Linked DNA regions of Mus musculus: region 1 is linked to region 2. Evidence: chromatin contacts called from public HiChIP or PLAC-seq data. All regions are on one chromosome and are shown on one strand. Each heading gives the region's core, a stretch centred on a gene start, on an enhancer-like site or on the middle of the called end of the contact. The rest is flanking DNA. Distances are from core to core; before and after follow the strand shown. Region 1 has its middle 21 kb from the start of Camk2d. Region 2 holds the start of Arsj (arylsulfatase J).

What was found. HiChIP or PLAC-seq counts read pairs in DNA pulled down with a chosen protein or histone mark.
Region 1: a contact with region 2 is called in a CTCF HiChIP or PLAC-seq map of pro-B cells, with 6 times the contacts expected there. The contact joins the enhancer-like site here to the promoter of Arsj in region 2. A contact is called at or near these places in 3 of 39 promoter capture datasets (the 3T3-L1 cell line, embryonic stem cells and stem cell-derived epiblast-like cells), 1 of 15 datasets of contacts at CTCF or cohesin (pro-B cells), 3 of 115 datasets of contacts at active chromatin or transcription factors (astrocytes, embryonic stem cells and large pre-B cells) and 1 of 9 other capture datasets (embryonic stem cells).

What each region holds. Positions count from the first base shown.
Region 1 is chr3:126,574,859-126,577,558 of GRCm38.p6, reverse strand. No RefSeq gene overlaps it. Among named protein-coding and RNA genes, the nearest start is that of Camk2d, 21 kb to the left of the region's middle. Within about 2 kb of position 1,423, at least 1 of the 459 cell types and tissues checked has an H3K27ac peak or open chromatin away from gene starts, as enhancers often do. A contact at or near this core is called in pro-B cells, where this site is marked.
Region 2 is chr3:126,362,420-126,365,351 of GRCm38.p6, reverse strand. Arsj (arylsulfatase J) reads right to left here and starts at 1,500. Exons shown (of 2, transcript NM_173451.3): 1 at 187-1,500. The coding sequence starts at 578.

The DNA of each region.
Region 1 (2,700 bases), core at 174-2,673, 210 kb before region 2:
TTTTCATGCTTGACTTTCTATTTTGCATGGCAGCAAATGACAAGGTTATACAGGTGGCTTAGTCACTATGCAAGACTGTCCAGCTGAGGGACACGGTTTCTGCTAGCCGAGCTCTGAACCCTCAAAGCTGAGCTGACCTAGCAAGAGCACCTCTCTGAGTTTCTAAAAGAAAGCATATGGCCAGAGTCCCCATCAAATTTGCCATGGGTTTGAATGTTTTGAGTCTAACTCATGCCGTTACCCTCAAGTGAATACGGTTCAACCTTTAACAAGTTCAAGTTTGCTTGGATGTGCTGTTTTGTGTGTCTTACCTCTGGTTCAGAAGGTATGGGTATATGAGTTTGTTTGGTTTTGATTGCAATTTGTATAGATTTTGAAGGAAAGAGTATAATTCAGAATAGCTCTTCATCATTTTCCTATTTCAGATTGTTCTCAAACATGAAAAATTTCTAACACTAAATTACTTGTGATGTTTATGCCAGAATGGGAAATATGCCAAAAACGTGGAAATGATCTAGATCTAGAGGAAGTGCTAGGCTTCTTTTTTGCTATGTGTAGAAAATCCTTTATAGGTGAGCCACGCATTTTCAAGGGATTCTGAGATCCATCTCTTTTTCAGTTACTAGTGGTATGATTGGTTAAAAAAAAATAGTCTTAGATTTCTCTTCAAAATTCTTACAAATTCTTTATGAAATTTTCAAATTAATCAAATAAAAATTCAGAGCTCCTCGCTTAAATTGAGTTTCATATTAATAATAAATATTATTTAGTGCAAGAATGTACCTGTGATAAATTGCACTGAACACACACATACACAGAAACACATACACACATATGTGTGTGTATAAATATATATATATATATAAAACATATATATGAACACATACACACACAGATATATGTATATACACACACATATATATACCACATACATACCATATATATATATATATCTCCATTGTCTGAAATTAGCGTCTTACTGGAAATTATGTATTTTATCTGATAGCCCTTCCTTTTTCTTTTTACAAGTTGAACCCTATACTATTACTGTAGGTGACCAAAATATATAGCCCTAAAGAAAGAGTTTTGCTTAGAGGCATAGATGTGGGGGTGCTCTCTGTTCTTCATTTATTTGCCCCAAAGGACATAAATTAGTAAAGCTTAGTAAAGCCTTAGATCGATACATCTGGAGAAGATACCAAAAGGACCTACATGAAGTGGCTTCACCTGCCATTCCCTTGCTTATGCCGAGGTTGCTGTCCACAGTCTCTAAGTTGTTTTCCTTTGCCTTCTTATGTCTGTAAAAATGTGCTGTTTTGGGGGCTGAAAAGATGCCTGGCTCAGTGGTTAAGAGCACTTACACTCTGCCAGAGGGCAGGAGCCGGCTTCCTGGTACCATGTTGGGAAGTTTACAACTACCTATAGGTCCAGCTCTGAGTATCTAGTGCCCTCTTCTGGCCTCTGAGGGCACCCACATTTGTGGCATACATATACACATAAAATATAAAAATAAAGAGAAAATGCTTAAAAAACACAAGTATATAAACTGAAAATAAAAACCATTTTTCTGAGATACTCACTCTCTGGATGTCTACTGTGCACATATGAAGTAGACATGTTAAGGTTTTTTGTTTATTTTTTTCCACTGGTTACTCTGTCCTCACATACAAAGAGGGTACAGTCTATGGGTACAGTTAAAGAAAAAGCAGCAGTCCTCTTCCTCACATTTCTAGATGTAACTTAAGCTGGAAGATGTAGTCAAGAAAATCAAAACAGACACATGAAAGTCATTAGTTGGTGACTTACTTAAGATATAAGTGAATACTTACTTACTCTAGATGAATAAAAAAGGCCTATGGGGTTTCCTTAAATAGCATGAATTAAGAATAACAGGTTACTTTGCTTTCAATAGTACTATATGTGTTTTCAATAGCAGTGAAGGAAGAATGTTTTGTTTTAAACATAATTGAATACACAAGCTAACTTTCTTTTCAGAGTGTCAAGAAAACACAGAATAGAGCCACCCATTATTATTATTTTAATACTGTTTTTATTGCAAATATTATAATGCTCTTAAATCAATTACATAGAAGTACTGCAATTATCTATAGATAGTCATTTAAAAATAATCTGCTTTTGCCTGTTATCAAAACTAAAGAGGGTGATTGGTCTCTCATTTTTTTAAAATTGCAAATGTTGTTTAACTTAAAATCTGAAGGATATCTGCCTTATAAAGTGGTGTGCAACTTAAAATTTGTCATTTAATAATACAAAACATACATGTGGACTCAGAATAATCATGTAATTCCAGTAAGAGTATAATCTTTGTAATACATTAGATAAATCTTATTTTCCTTTATTACTTAAAACTAAAGCCACCACGATTAGTTTTGTACGATCAATAAGTACTTTATTGTTTCATGGAGTATATTAGTCAGAATATATAACTTAAATTTAATTTTTTTTAGCTGGGCAGTGGTGGCACATGTTTTTGATCTCAGAACTCAGGAGTCAAAGGCAGGCAGGATCTCTGTGAGATTGAGGCTCGCCTGGTCTGCAGAGCAAGTCCCAGGATAGGCAAGGCCTCACAGAGAAACTCTTTTTTGAAAAAATAAACAGCAATAACAATAACAAAATTTACTTGTTTTTATAACTACTAGCAGGTCGTATTATGATAATGTTAATCAGGGTTCTCTAGAG
Region 2 (2,932 bases), core at 251-2,750:
GGGGTATTGACACTAATGCGAGGGGCTGTTCATTCATTCATTCATTCATTCATTCATTCATGCATTCTCTTGTTCATTCATTGGATTGTTTCCCACATACTTTTAGATCCTCTCTTAAATTAGAAACCAGTTTTAAATAAAGGCCTAAGAGTTTTCCAAGTAATACATAAAAGTGGTAACACTTACTTTCCGGTAATAAACTGGCTCCTGGACGGTGTGCAAATAGGCTGGACATAGTAGTTCTCTAGCTTAACTCCTTCTGCAGCGAGTTTATCAAGGGTGGGCGTCTTTATCTCAGATCCGTGGTAACCCACATCTCTAAATCCCTGATCATCAGCTAAGATAAAAATGAGATGGGGCTGGGAGGTGCCTGCTGTGCCTGCTTCAGGTCTCTCATCAACTTGAGCTTTTAGGGACCCCTCCTCTTCTAAGTCCTGGCCCCAGCACAGGTAGCCATAGGTGAGCAGGCTGAGGACCGAGAAGCCTGCCAGGGCACCCATCGCTAAGAACTTTCCAGACCAGGCCCAGGCCTGTGGAGATAGCGGAGGCAGAGGCTCCGCACTGTCCCTGGGGGCCATTCACTCTGGTCCCACAGGAGACTCCACAAGCAGAACCCTGCCCCCTTTGCTGCTGCTGGTCCACTCATACATGCGAAGGGGTAGAGACAGCTGAAGGAAGGCTGCGAGGGAATCCTGCTCCCTTCCCCAGATGCCACCACTTCCCACAACTTCAATCCTCTGGAGGTAACGGTTTAACTCATGAACATTGGAAAAACTAGAAGGGAGCAGATGTCCTCTTCACTGACTTGCAGTTCTTTACTTTTCAATTTTTCTTTTACCTCCTAACATCACCCGGCAGCTTGCAGGAAAGAAAAAAAAAGTTAGCATCTTCACCCAAAAGTTCTCACGAAGAAATAATAAAAATAATAAAGGACAAGAAAGGGACTGAGAGCCACACAGGACAGGAACGTCTGGCAGTCATATCATCCTCCACATCTTCGGGGAGCAGGACTGTGTCCATGCGCAGGCAAGCACCAGGCGTGGTGGGACTGACATCGGTCCAGCGTTCCAGGCACCCGGGAAGCCTTGCCAAGTTGCCCCAAGGAACCCCTTGCTTATGGATGAATGACAGGCTGAGCCGAGGGGACCTTCTTCCTGCTGGCCGCTACTCCTACCTTTTCAAGGCTAGTTCCCCATTTTCCGCTGAGCGTTTGTCAATCTTCTTGACCCCTCTCCGGGCCCCCGAAGTGAGAAAGGATCCTGCCCCAGCCGGCCTCCTCTTCAGCAATTCCTTCTCTACCCCGAAGCGCTTGGGGACATTCACAGAGTCCTGGGCGGCGATCGCAGAGCGCACGTGTCCCCTGTGGGTGCTGCAGCTGCTCCAGCGTGCCCTTGGGTGGCTGACTTAGTTCTAGCCATCTGTGCTTTCCTCCTCTGTTCGCCAGGCAGTCGCAGCCGGAGATCCATGCTTGCTGGTTGAGGGCGGGCCCAGGCCGGGGAGGCGCTGGCTCTCCGCCCTCCTTTCTGCGAGGAAAAGGATGGACCCGAGAAGGGCGGCTTTGCTGCGGGGCGGCTCCCTGGGGTCCCCAGTGAGACTCCTCAGTGCAGGTGAAAGACCATCTTTCTGTGGGTCTGCCCATAGACGATGCCCCTTGTCCATCCCGAAACGTTGGAAGCTACTGGAGCGAGTGAGAAGAGAGCAGGAGAATCAACAGATGGCACAGAACACTCTGTGGCTGGTTTTCCTTCATTGCTCAACTACTGCACCCCCCCCCCTTCCACCCGCCACCCATTCCCATCCCTCCCTGGCTTTGCCGTTTCTTTTCTTTTCTCTTTATTTTTACTGACAGCCACAAGTGCAACTTTTAAACTAGTACTTTTTCTGTCAACAGTTGACTTTTCCGGTCTCATCACTCTCTTCCTTAGTGAAGATGTTAAGAATGTAGGCTTTCTGCCTCTCTCCAAACTTGGTTTTTCCCGCCAAGAATGTAGAAAGAGAGGAAGGTTACACCCCGAAGAAGGAAGCCCATCTGTCGCATAGTGTCGAGTCAGCGATTCATGCGCTAACCTGGAACTTACTACATACCTGATGGTAACTCTGAGCATCTGATGCTCCTGTCTCCACTTCCCCAGACTGTAAGATTTCTCGAAGCCAGGTTCATATAGTGTTGAGTGAACACACACACACACACACACACACACACACACACACACACACACCCTCGGCGTACTGTCATATAATGTTGAGTCAACCCCATGCCATCTGCCAGCTGAGCTCTGCCTCCAGCCTTTGGATTTGTTTTGTAGTGAACATAATATCACCGTGTATTCTCTTCTCATTCCTCCCCTCTCTCTCCCTTTCTCTCTTTCCATTTATATCTCCTTTCTTTTGTTTCTCTCCTCTCCCTACAATAAAAGATTGCTTTCACTGAGAAAACATACTTTATTTTTTACCATAGTTAGAACCGTTTAAAACACTGCCCAGAGGCAGGATCTTTATAGAAGAGGCATCAATGCCAAAAGCGGTGTATATATATGTTATTCCCAATGTTTTCAACACTTTCTTACTGAACACCTAGTATAGCCTGGCATACAACATGCAAGATTCAATTAATGACTAAGTCATAATTCCAAGTTTCATTTAGCTGTTACTTTTAATTCCCTTCTGCTATTACACAGTTCCTGTCAACTTTGCAGGCAAACTTGGTGAAATGGAAACTTAAACTGGGAGACAGAATGCTGTTTCATGCAGCTAATTTTGCCAACATGAGCAGGCAGTGGCTTATTCTGGCTGCTTCCAGGAGAGACGTTGAGATTTAGAAGACATGCTTAGAATTGAGAGTAACAACTCTCTAAGTTTAAATTTCCAAACATTTAAAAAGAGTCAGTTCTACTGGGAGATTAAAAGCACAGAGAGGTAGGGATTCCGACTT